Linked DNA regions of Danio rerio: region 2 is linked to region 1. A link is a contact called in public HiChIP or PLAC-seq data. All regions are on one chromosome and are shown on one strand. The core of a region is the stretch at or near the end of the contact, and the rest is flanking DNA. Distances in the headings are between cores, read along the strand shown.

Evidence for each region. HiChIP or PLAC-seq counts read pairs in DNA pulled down with a chosen protein or histone mark.
Region 2: an H3K4me3 HiChIP or PLAC-seq map of pancreas shows a contact between it and region 1, with 3 times the contacts expected there. The contact joins the enhancer-like site here to the promoter of tnrc6c1 in region 1. A contact is called at or near these places in 7 of 18 Hi-C or Micro-C datasets (caudal fin, embryo, hematopoietic stem cells and 1 more) and 4 of 4 datasets of contacts at active chromatin or transcription factors (caudal fin, embryo, gastrula embryo and 1 more).

What each region holds. Positions count from the first base shown.
Region 1 is chr3:33,186,364-33,193,368 of GRCz12tu, forward strand. It overlaps tnrc6c1 (trinucleotide repeat containing adaptor 6C1), which reads right to left and starts at 5,706. Exons shown (of 21, transcript XM_073944712.1): 1 at 5,103-5,706.
Region 2 is chr3:33,133,508-33,140,405 of GRCz12tu, forward strand. All of the region lies in intron 3 of tnrc6c1 (trinucleotide repeat containing adaptor 6C1), which reads right to left. Among named protein-coding and RNA genes, the nearest start is that of znf207a, 49 kb to the left of the region's middle. Within about 2 kb of position 3,939, at least 20 of the 62 cell types and tissues checked have an H3K27ac peak or open chromatin away from gene starts, as enhancers often do. A contact at or near this core is called in caudal fin, gastrula embryo, pancreas and 1 more, where this site is marked.

The DNA.
Region 1 (7,005 bases), core at 4,456-6,955:
TCCCTCCAGAGTAAAAGGTTTTGTTTACCTGCGGGAGTTCATTGGCATTTTCCCGCACGTGAATTCTGACCAATCAATAAGCAGGTAAGGAAATATGTTCAACAACATCTGGCCAATGAGAGATGTGGATTTTGTCAGATGACTGCATTTTGGTTCGTTTAAACTGGTTCGGACCAAAGCCAGCAGTGTGGTGTGAAAACGACCCAAAGACGGCAGAAGATGCAACAATGTATCATTTATTACTTTTGGTCCGGACCAAATGAAGCGAACTACAGATGTGAAAGCACCCTAAAAGCCAATCACATAGCAAAATGTGCATCAATAGGACTCTAAACGCGTGTTGATATTAGAGATGTATCCAACTTTCGGCCACCGAAAATTTATCAGCCGAAAATATGTTAGGCCATTCAATGGACACTCTAATTATTGTGGCTTCAGCCATTGTTGGGGTACTCTTAAATCTGGAAGCATTAACAACTTTTATCGAAATTTTTATCGTCATTGTTTCATATGCAAAATAATTATCGAGATCCCCGGCCCTAATGCACAACATATTTAGCAAAAATCTATTATTTTATTTATCAAGGATGCTTTTCTCATTAAAAAATAAAACTCTATGTCAGCGACAATAGCTTAGTGGTTAAGTGTGCTGACATATAGCACCAAGGTGCTCACGGCGACCCAAGATCAATTCCCCACTCGAAGTCCTTTGCAGATCCCTCCCCTCTCTCTGGTCCCCATGATTTTCTATCAATTCTCTACACTGTTCTATCCATTAAAGGTTAAAACCCCTATTTATAAAAAATTTAATAAATAAAATAGATCCATTCTTTAACATCCATTAAAATGTTCCAATTCATATAGGTTCTATATCATATTTATTAGCCCCCCTGAATTATTAGCCCCCGTTTATTATTTTTTTTCCCAATTTCTGTTTAACGGAGAGAAGATTCATTTCTAATAACTGATTTATTTTATCTTTGCTATAATGACAGTAAATAATATTTGACTAGATATTTTTCGAGACAATACTATACAGCTTAAAGTGAAATTTAAAGGTTTAACTAGGTTAATTAGGTTAACTAGGCAGTAAATAGGCAGTAATTAGGCATGTTATTGTATAACGATGGTTTGTTCTGTAGACTATCGAAAAAAATAGCTTAAAGAGGCTAATAATTTTGACCTTTAAAACTGCTTTTGTTCTAGTCAAAATAAAACAAATAAGGCTTTCTCCAGAAAAAAAAATATATTATCAGACATACTGTGAAAATGTCCTTGCTCTGTTAAACATCAAAAATGCATTCTTCATTTAAAACAATGTTTATTAAACCAAGAAAATTAAGATCTAATTAATGACGGTTTGTTTAAGGAACCAAACGTTTGGGACCATTTAAAAAAATGTATTTCAATAAAATGTGACAGTAAAGACTTTAAACAATAAAAACAAGTAAACGCTGTTTAAAACTTTCTGCTCATTAATGAACATTTCAAAATTAATAAAATAAATAAAAAGGAGATGGTAAAAAATTCTTAAATCTAAATGATCTAAAAAATGATCATATGACACTAAAGACAAATGCTGCGAATTCAGTGTGCATTCAAAAGTTCCTTAAACCTGTAATATTACACACATGAACATTTAATGTCATTAATATCATCACTGCATGGGCATTAAGTATGTTTAAATAACTGCAGCCTTGGCCAGCATAAAATATTTATTTCAAAATCATAAAAATGCATCTGGCTTTGAAAATCAATAGTAGCTACTTTTGGAATGATGACTTTTACAATGATTGCAAAGTCTAAACACATTTCAACAGTTCAAGGAGACTGTCATGAGAGCTTATTCAGAATAATATTTATTTGTGCCAATCTATTATTGTGGGATACTTTTTTTACACAGATTTACCCACCCTGAAATACCACAGACTGTGGCTAGCTTTACATGTCAAAGCGTTTCTTCCTGCCTAAGTGGGCGGCTGCTGGCCAAAATAAATAAGCCACAAATACTTTAAATACCACAAACATGAATGTTGCAGATTGACGATCAAACTACTACGATACATTAAGCAAGTCTTAAATGCTCCATGAGCCAATAGACATATAGTTTCCATTTCCAACCCGTGTGAAAATTAAGATGTATGAAGTTAAGACATCCCGATAGGCTTGATTGACAAGAAAGTCTATGCTCCATAACTGCAACGAAGGACTACCATTTTGCATGCAACTTGCAGGTGAAATGTGGCAATCTGCAAATAAAACATGTCTTCTTAAAAGGTTAATGAATTCAGAGAACTGCTACACTGTGTCTCAGAATGACGAACTTGCCCTTGTAAGACCCATCTGAACGGCCCTCTAGTCTGCGGTTTTCAACCAATCCAACAAGAATGTAATGCCTATGCCAAAAACACATCCTGAAAGTTCAAAACATTAACCTCCTTAAATCAGACCTGCGAGAATGAAGAAGAAAACAGAACAGAAAACAGAATTCTGGAGACTACCTGTAGAAAAACAAAAGACTATCATTTCTGTAACTTAAGATTTCGAAGAAAGAAACATCTCTGAATTATTATTTTCCATAATTAAAAACTTTTCCAGTAAGCATCGGATAAAAAGATCCAGGCGCAATCTTCAGTACTGATTGGCATAAACAAAATGATTGAATTTGACTGTAGATATTAAACTTGACAAGACATAAAGGTTTTCAAAAACCTCTGTGCAAATAAAAAAAAAAATATCAATAATATACTATTGGCATTGATGGTTTTATAAACAATATTTATCAACGAAAGACTGGGGGAAAAAAACTTTTTACATTTTTTTTTAGATTTTTGATTAATTTTTTGGTTTTTCACACCACAAGCATAAAAAAAACAGTTTTCATTCAAATTTTGTTTAGGGAGCCTAAAAAAAGAAGAAGGCAGCGTTTCCATTCAATGAGTTAAAGAGAACAAAATCGACACTTCCTGATTAACTAAAATCGATAAATGTGTTTCCACACATTTTTTGCGCATGTTTTCTTTTCGAATATAAACTTTATCCTACTTAGTTATGTGCATATGTTTTTTAACCGCATTTTCAAAACTTTTGCGCATCCTTTCGTTTTCATCACTTTTTTATGTGCATATACAAAATGTGTAAATAGGTGGATGCAAACATAGCTAATGTAAAAAACACTTTTTGCCTGTACACTTAGCATAAAAGATAAACCACTGGTTAAACAAAAAAACTAATGAAAACAAAATAATTTCAAGATAATTTATAAAGAATGTAAAACCCGATAAGAGATTCATTCAGCAAAATATGTCAACAGTGAATGTTTCCTTTAGCGTAGACTGATACTGGAAGCTCAGACGGGATCCTCTATTGTGGCTTTAAATACAGATCCTGAAGTGAATCTTACATGTGCGAATGTACACTTGCAAATGTAAAATGTTTTTACCAGAAAACTGCACATGCACAAAAGGAAAAGAAAATAACAGTTGTTTGCAGGATACACAAAGAGATAAACAGGTGCAAGCTAATGCTGCCTTCAAAGCAATTTGATAAATTGTGGCACAGTTTTACTTGAACAATACTCAACACTTTACCAACTGTGGTTTGGACAGAAGACACATTTCATTCATATTACAGTGACTCTATTTTTAAGGTTTTGGCTTTTTACAAAAACTAGTCTATCCTGACACTGACCTAAGAGATGCAATTAGTGGTTTGATCTGTGGTTATTATGGTCTTGCTCAAAATGCCACAGTCACAATACAGGAACTTTTACACAGGAATCACACAGCAGACATGATCATTTCACTAGCAATAAATGACCAAACGTGAAGCCACACAGTGCAAATCCCTAGCCACATAATGCTGGTGAGGCTCCATAAGAACAAGCTGAGAGAGGCAATGTGACCTAAGCTTTATGGTAATCTGAGCATTAAGTGGCCTCTTTTTGTCTGACCCTTTTTCACTCTTGGAGAACACACAGCCCTTTTCAAAGGTCTGCCTCTGACAGGGGCCCCCTGACCCTGGGAGGGGAGCAGAAACTCTCCTTGCCAAATTAGCAACTGCACCACATGAACAGTCATGGGGACGTTTGACATTGGTGCTGTCCTCAGACGGAAAGCACGTTAGCGGGATCCTGCTTTGAGGTGAAAACGTACGTAGCTACATTTGGGAGCACAGTATTGGTGAATATATCAGGCGGTGGACATTCAGTATTAATAAAGACTCTAGAAAAAGAAAATAAGCACTGACAACCATTCTCTGACAGCTTAAATTGTTTGACTTCTGTTTATTGTGAATTTCGTAGCAATAACAACAGGATGACGTAGTAACGTTAACTGACGTTTCGATGGAAACTTAGACACAGTCTCGTAATAATTACTAAACGCTAGTTTTATTTTATTTGATAAGCCTGAATCTTGCCGTCAATATCAAAATGACAGAGCCTCGAGCGCACAGTGAAGGGAGACGCGTTGGTCAGACATGCAAGGGTTATTTCTAATCCAAAGACCCATAAATATCACAATCACAGCAGTTCTTTCTCTATAAATTCGTCGCCCGGGGTTTGTCGTTAACGTTAGCGCGACTCTCCACAACAACAACATAACCTCAAACACCAGCGAGATATGCCTCCAAAACAACATTTTGAGCACCAAAAAGATGTGACGGGACTCCCAGCAAACACTGGACACATGTATTTACACAACACACAATCAAACTCTAGCGTTAACTAAACGCAATACACAAATCACAAGTCATATAGACTAACATTATGGATCTTGAGCAGGAATTGAATCCGATAGAAAAGATGCTTATCCCGCATATCTGTTTAGAAAATGGGCCAATGTTGATTTACGGGGGAGTAAACATTTGCACACGTAAGCTATTTCCAGCCACCAAAACAAAAAGACCGCACGTTGTTAAAGATCCTGCGCGTATGTCTGCTTTTGGTGGTGTCTCTAATTCTGGATAGAATGTCACTGGCTGTCAAAATACTATAAAGGCTCGAAAGTGAATCCTAAAATGACGCATTGCCACTGTAAACAGAAACAAGCACACCCCGCCCACGTAAACATTAAAACATTTATCAAAAAGCCTTATCTTACCTTTATTTCGCACACGGAGCAACTGCAGTTTGCGGTTCAGATGGGGTGCATAAGCTGCATGGTGAAGGAGGATGTTGTCGATACCCGTACTGACACAGATCAGATATATTCAGTCGCAGTCAGACTCTCTCGCTCTTGCAGTGAACTGCAATGGCGAGCCTGACTTTCCAGTTGAGGAATTCACCTCTTATTATGCAGTGGAATTTATCCAGAGGGGGGAAAGAAACAATCTCTAAAAACAAATACCAGTGCAAACAGTGAAAAGGACATTAAACGACAATTCTGCACGTCAGCGAGCAAGCTTAAGGTTGATCAAGTGTAACATTTCGGCGATTTTAAGAAGCAGCTTCACGCGCGCACCCTCACAGACGCGCGCGCACTGGCAGTTTGAGCTTTAGTATGCTTTTGGATGTATATAAAGTGCGTAAAGGGAAATCTTTCAGCATGCCTTTCAGCTCGATAACACGTATGCAAACGAGTCCACACGAATTAATGTCCCAATGCTCGGAAATTCCAATGCATCCATTTGAAACGATTCTGCACTGACGTGAAGCGTTCACTGGGATTTCGTTTGTGGCGCTCCAGCAGCCATTTTGTTGAAACTGACAACAGCGGCTCAAGTCTCGGCAGAGTAAAACAGGAAGTGCCCCCATTCCCCAGCGACAAGTCACGTGACGTCAACTCACAAACAATCCAACCCCTCCGTTAAAATATATCGCTCCACCTTCACTGTTGCTATGAGAACGAGGGTCAGGAACCACCTCCATCCACCAACAACACTGGCTGACGTGCAGCAGCAGCGGCAGCAGCTATCTCTGGTGTGTCTCTCGTCCTATTAATCAATAACAAGGCTTTCTCAGCAGTGCTTTAAAATGTAGTTATATCAAAGCGGTTCTAAAGAAACCTTACATCCATTTTTAGTCGTGGAGTTTAACGTCCCGCATCAAATCTGATTTTGGTGAAGTCGTCGTTTCTCCACCAGACGGCGCTATTTCAGCTAGCCAATAGACATGGCTTATACTCATGTTAATTATAGTTAACTTATTAACTGGATAGCTTACTATTAAGGGCCTTTCTATCGTGTATAGATGTTTTTATAACAATTATATTAGGAAAATCCTAACTGCAAATAAAAGTGTTCTTCCAATAGCAATGGTTAAATGGAAACATTCCCTTCACCCTTCATTTGTTCTTAATAAGTTTCATTCCTTCATTCATTCATTCATTCATTCATTCATTCATTCATTCATTCATTCATTCATTCATTCATTTTCTTTTCAACTGAGTCCCTTTATTAATCTGGGGTCGCCAAAGCGGAATAAACCGCCAACTTATCCAGCACAAGTTTTACACAGCGGATGTCCATCCAGCTCCAACCCTTCACTGAAAAACACCCACACACTTTCATTCACACTCATAAACTATGGTCAATTTAGCCTATCCAATTCACCTATAGCGCATGTCTTTGGACCTGTGGGGGAAACCGAAGCACCCGGAGGAAATCCAATCAATCACAGGGAGAACATGCAAACTCCACTCAGAAATGCCAACTGACCCAGCCAAGGCTCAAACCAGCAACTTTCCAGCTGTGAGGCAATCATGCTACCCACTGCGCCACTGTCACCCTCCCTTTAGTTTATGTCATAATAATAATAAACACTCTGGTTTATTGTGTAAACAGTCTTTTCTAATGTGCTTTCCCTAAAGCACTCAATTAATCTGAAATCTCATAATATAGCTCATTCATTCATTTTTTTCACCTTAGTCCCTTTATTATTCAGGGGTCGTCACAGTGGAACGAACCACCAGCTTGTCCATCATATCTTTAACACAGCGGATGCCCTTCCAGCCACAACCCAACAGTGGAAAACACCATATAGCTCATAACCTGGTTGCAAAATAT
Region 2 (6,898 bases), core at 2,689-5,188, 55 kb before region 1:
GTCACCAAAAAGCCTTGGTTATTCCAACCACAAGCATCTCCCTCTGCTGGACTGACAGGTTACAATCACAGACTTTGCATTCAAAGAAAATGTTCATTCTAAATTTGACACACTGATAACCAATTTGAATGCAATGCAAATGCCCACATATGGCTACCAGGATCCTGTTGTGTTAATTAGTTGGCAAACGCTGCCCAGCCTCCTGGCACTTGCTCAACTCTTGTTGTTGTTTTTGTGTGGCTTTGCATGCGCAGGAAAGACTCAGTCTGTGTCAGATCTGAGCAAAGCAGCAGCGCTCATGCACACCAGGCATTCTGTCAACCGCAGCAAAAAACAAAACCAAAAACCCCTTTGAACCAAAGATAGGAAAAAAAGGGGGGGAGTGTATGAAAGATAGTCTTTTTCCAACACAAATGCTGTCCTTCTGAAAAGTCACTGCGTAGTAAAGGACGCCATTTTATCAAATCTGAACTGAAGCCAAAAAAGCTTAGAGCTGCCGTCAAGATCTTACAGTGTCTAGCGAAAGAAAGCTTATCAGATAAGCACAGCAAACCTCTACCCCCTAATAATCTCTAACAAGCAATGCAATAGCTTCAGGGATTTGCATTTTATTTGCAGTTATTTGAATGCTTTGCTTCCAAATCAAACAGCAGCAGTACAGAAGAGAGCAAAGCAAAGCAAAGGAAATGCCTGTTATCAGTGCGCGGAAGACTGTACTATGAGGATAGAGGGGGTGGGGTCGGAGAGAAGTGGAAAAGTACCTGAAGAGAGATGTCGCCCGACCATCCTGAGAGAAGCCCTAAGCTGTGTGCAGAGCGCTGGCCATCCCTGTTACAATATGTCTGCTGCTCGCGAGGCTTCTGAGGCTCATATTTGAAATGCTGCCAAGTAGCTGCAGCTCAGTACGCGAGCGACCGCCCCATTCGTCCCACTCGGCTTCGGCAGTATCCGATCTCTCTTCCCTCACCCAGGCTTTATTTATATCTACCTCTATTCCTGATTCGGAGAGAAGACTCTCTCTTGTGAGGGAGGGGAATGGGGTTGCATGGGAGTTGAAGGTTAAAGCCAAGAGCATTCCGTTGTGCCATTAGGACGGAGGAAAAACAAAACAAAAAGAGGGAATCCTTTTCTTGTCGCCCCTCTCTTCTTTCATGCTTTCAAACTGTCACAAAACATTTAGCTGAGACCATTCAGGCTGCAATTAGCACCGCTGCTCACAATAGAGAGAGCTGAATAGATGCACAAAAGCGAGCCAGCCTCAGAGCATAGGCTGCACTGCCAGGACTGCAAACACAGAAACGTCCACACAGCTCCTGGTGTACTGCTTGATTTCTTGTAATATTAAATGTACGGTGGGTGTGTGTGAAGTGGTAGCTTGTTGTCACCAAGTTTACAGGAAAACAACACTTCAAAGCATGAATAGGAAACAGGATAAACGCACCAAATAAAGCTCACATAGAGGCAGGCAGGTAGCCAAGGGCTAAATGTCTATGCAGTGTGTGCCCATGCTTTAATGATGCAGAGGAGAAAGACAACCGGAAAGCATGCATGCTGGGAGAAAAGAAGGGATGGCTCCAGCACTGGAGATAGAAATTCGCAAAACAAGATGAACACTTACAGAAGCACACTAGCTCCTGGCATCAAGGAGGGCATTGTTTACAAATGATCCCAGAGCCTCCCATGTACACAATACACCAAAGTCCGAAGAGAACAGACTCTTATTATACTCCAACTCAATGTTAGCTTTTTCTAGCCAGAAATGCAGTGATGTAATAAAAGCCTCATTATTGATTATTCCCTTGTCTGCAAATGACCCTTTACAAAAACTCAAACAAGAAAATATAAATGTGTTTGCTTTCACAAGCAAAACACTAAAGGGTTGATTTTATTTGTGCCTATTATAACTATTATACTAAGAGTGCCAGAGTACTCTCTCCAGACAGCACGATGCACACGGGGAAGAGAAAAAGATGGGACTTTACTAGGGCTGCACAATTAATCGAAAGAATTTGTGATGTTGATTTGTGATCTCGATTTATTTTACATCTACAGAATCGTGAGAAAATCGTGGTCTTTATTTTAAGCAAAAAAAAATTGTGATTTTCATTTTAGCCAGAATCAAGCAGCCCTTGAATTTACTAACCCGCAACTAGACAAGCACAATTTTTTGCACAATGATTATTGAACATCTATCACATATGCAGCAGTATGACTTGAACAGAATGAGTTCAGAAAGAAATCTGAAATATATGCTTGTCATGTTGAACAACATCTTTTAAAACAAAGAGGATGCCATTTGTTGCTATGATTGGAGGTGTTCTAACGTTATTGCTAAACTGGTAAGAAATCCACAATTTACTGTTTATAAAAAACTTAATATGTTCCCCCAAATTATAATTACACACAACTTTGTACTATGTAAACAAAAAGACATCTGTAGAGTTATTCGATTGATTTCAGTTTTAATAAAAAACTTTGCATTTTTGAAAATTTGGAATCAATTTTATTTTTCTGTTTAAATTTTACTAATCTTTGTTTTAACTACAGTTACGCATCTTTTTTAATTTAGTTAAATTTATGTTTATTTAATATTTAGAAATGTATTTAATTACAGAATCACATATTACACAAAATGTACATTTAAAATGTATTTTCTTTTATGGTTTTAGCACAAAATGAAAACAACATGCTCAGCATATATAAGTACGCCACTCGAAAATCAATCTTTTAAAATATTTTTAATAGTAGGCTATACAATAATATATTTGTGCATATAAATAAGATTAGTCATTACTGAAGCCAAATCTGGAACTTATCTAACAAAATATGTTATAGAAAAATATTAAATACAAATAAAAAAAAAAAGAGTAAAAATCAAGAGAAGCTATTTGTTTTTTTAAATGAAATAAAAATTTTGTAGGTTGTAGTTAATTAATATTTTGCTTGAACTTAATTGTATTATCTGTCAGTTTCTAAATATGTAAAAATTATTATTTTAATAAATATAACTGTTTAATAAATCTGTTTTGTTCAAATGCACCAAAAATACATTTCATATATTCACTATATTCATAATTAAAATATAAATTTTCAAAATGGGCAGTTGCACCACATCTTGCTGGTTTTCAGGGATAAATCTCAAGTTGAGACACTGCATTCTGTTCTTTCCACTGCAATTCCATTGTTCCAACTATTAAAAAAGAAAAAAACATATCCTGTGTTACTGGAAACATAAACTGTGACCCAAAGTACAGCACCATATGCTGCCTTATGAATTCATGCCCTGTGCTTGTATGCATCCATGTACAACTAAACAGCAGTGGAACATTGAAGTGAAGAATAGGGGTGCTTGGCTGACATAGCCATTTGTCAGTTGCAAAGATACTTGGTGGGAGTGTAGGGGGAGGAAGCAGCGTGCACGAGGGTCTTATGCAACATCCATCACTCTTGATGTACAAAACCATGCTTGTGCTCATCCATGGCAGCATATGACATCAGAACAGGCAAGAGCAAGACAAGCACCAGAACCAGACAGCAGGGGGCGACTTGAACAGATAATAACAGAACTAAGGCATGACAACAAGGACTTATCTTGTCAGCCAATAAAACAGTGTAAACAGAGCATGTTTCTGTCATAAGATTTCAGACCTATCATTTTTTTTTTATCTCAGAGTTTGAATGTGCATGTGTTCTTTGTAAAATCCATTCTAGCTTGCCTTAAAGCAAAGCAGTCTAATCTTATTTTTAGCTCTTGATGTCATTACTTTTGGAAAGCTGAGAGTTTTAAAGCATTTGAATATGAGGAAATCCTCATTATCATTTCTAAAGCTAGACTCTCTCAGCTCAACTTCATTTCCTGGTCACAACATTGTTGGCGTTGGTAGGATGCATGTAAATGTGTGTGGGTGTGACAGGAAAAGAGAATGAGAGAAAGTTTGTGTGGCTGGGACCAGTGCCAGCACTCAGGTCTGTTTGGTGGCTTATTGGGGGAAGAGAACACAGGACTCTCTAAGGCAAACAGGCCTATAATGAGCTGATAATTCCCAGGCAAAGCAGGGCTGCAAGTTGTAAAGTACTCCACAGAACCGCACTGAACCACCCAAACCCAAACACATACACCAGAGCTTAAAGGTGCATTAGGAGATTTTAAAAAATGCTAATGTCAGCCTAATAGGACTGAAAGTCTATGTCAGGGGTGTCCAAACTCAAAGTTTAGTTTCAACCCCATCAGACACACCTAGGCTAGCTAATCAAGATCTTGCTAGGCCTTCTAGAAACATTCATGCAGGTGTGTTGAGGCAAGTTTGGAGCTAAAATCTGCAAGACACTGGCACAATTACTCGTTTCAGCATGGATATCGCAATGTGATTATTCGCAATAGTCACATAGCGAGTATATGCAAAGTTGAGTCTGAATTATATATTATAAGTGTTTTAGTTTGTGTTTTTTGAGCCCTATAACTGTGTGGGGGTTTTAAAAGAATTCAGACACAAGAAAATGTACCATTTGTAACTTAAAAAAAGATGCATTTTACTGAATTGTTTATAAAACAAAGACTATTCAGCATTATTTTACATTTGATTGTTCAATTCCTGTATACCTGAATACATCTCTACTCTTCGGAATACAATAAAGCGCTGTTTATTTAATTAGCATACTTTTAATTTTTTATTTCTCTATGCTTGTATATTGTTTATTATATTATATGCATTTCCCTACAGAATCTAAAATTACAGATTCTTTACAATCATTTATTCAAGTCATCTATTCATATTGCAATATATATCGCAGAATTAAAAAAATATCACAATGTGTAATTTTTCCAATATCGTGCTGCCCTAATGCGCACACTAGACAACATCACTGCAATACATCACGTAACATTCACCAGAGAGAAAACTAATAGTATAGTTATTAATTACAAAATTAAACTTTAAAAAAGTAGATTGATGTTTGCCTGCCATTCTTTGTCTGAACAGTGTCTATGAATGAGCAGATAGTGTAATCTTTTCTGCGTAAACAGGGTGCGCAGAGGTACGCAAGTACATATTTTGGTTCAGACCGCACATTTTGATTGGATAAACTTGGTCCTACACCTTGAACAGATATTAAAATGCATATAAATACATTTAAACCACATATATGAATAATTGCTATCAGGATGTGAAGAGACTTTCTACTTTACAGCCACACCTGATCTCAGGTCAAGTTGCATTACAAGTTGCACTACATTGACAATGATTGGAAGCTGCACCAGAGATACCTTCAGATGGCATATTTTCCACTACATTAAAATTCTTATTTACATGAGAAGATGCAATAAATGCAAATATACTTTTAATACTTTTAATATGAAAAAAAACACTAAAATTTATTTTGTTTACAAAATGCAAGTTATTTATTTTTACTTTCTTTTTTTATAAGAAGTGACTTAGTTTTACACTGTGTTTTCATTTCAGTGATTCAACACGGATGTTTAATAAATAATCATAGAAAGTAGATAGTGTGTTTCCTTCAGTTATATAAAAATCAAGTAATGCTTCATTCAGAAATGTCTCAGTTGTAATATGTGAGCATATTTGCTGTACAAAAGCTGTCAGTGAAATATGACGGCAAAAAAAAAAAAAATAAATAAATAAATAAATAAATAAATAATTAAATTCATTAACCATAATCCAGGTAAAATGTTTGATTGATTGAGATTTAGATTTTAGGCCAAATCTCCTAGCCCTACTCTGAACACAATTACATATTGCACTTTTAAAGGTGAAAAATGCGATTCAAGAGCTTGCCTTTGACAGCATCAAACTAAACTGCAAAATACTGACTCAAGACAACCATATATACCCCATAATCCCCTAATACTGCAAGCTGGAGTACTAAAAGAAACTGAACAATGTTGACAGATATTTCTATCTGATGAATCAGACCACAGAGATCCAAAAGAGTCACCTGTGACTATAAGAGGCTGAGATGGTTCCCTAGTACATATGTCAGTAATAGAAATAACACTCAATCAGGCACTATGGATTCTATCTAACTTTAACTATAGCCAAAAGCAAAATAAGACACCAAGTTGTTTTTGACATGTTTTCCCATTGAAGTTTGGAGACAGTAAGACTAATTTCTGAAATAAATACTTTCCTTTATTAAGGATTCAATAAACTGAAAGTTTGGACTTTTTTATATATTAAATAGTCAAACTTTTATTAATAATATGAAATACTATGCTATAATTTATTTAAAATTTTTTTAAACACTCTTCTTTAAAAAAAATCTAATTTCAAGGTATTCTGTAAAAGAATTAATTATGGCTTTAATGGGTTTCATTAAAATGATTTCTAAAAGATGGGGTGACATTGAAGGATGTAGCATTAATTGCTGCTTAAAGTTTGCTTATCTAAGAAACACTCATTTTTTCAATACACTTTAATAGAAAGTCTTTATTTAAAACTGAAATTTACTTCAATATTGACATTTTCACTGTATTCAATAATAAAAAATGCTACTCTTTCAGAAATCACTTGGAAGTGGGGCATCAGGCCATGCGAAAAAGTTAAAAACCATTGATTTCTGATGATAGGTTGAAAATAATTTCCGTCCCACGGGCCATTTTACATTAGATAGCCATGCGATGACTGTAGGAAAGATGGGGGGAGCAAAAGTGACAAGCTAAATGAATACAGCCTCTGTGTTGCTGTTGCTGGCTTAAAGCTGAGCTATGGGCCATTCGGCTACATTCCAGCGGCTTCCTGTAAAAACACACACACAGAGAAAGCTGGGAGCTCTTATTACTCGCTAGGCAATGTGCGTTAAGTAACATCCAGCGGAACCACAGCTCAGTGCACGTGCCGGCTCAAAACATACACAAAAGCCAACTCAACAAGGAGAGGCAGCA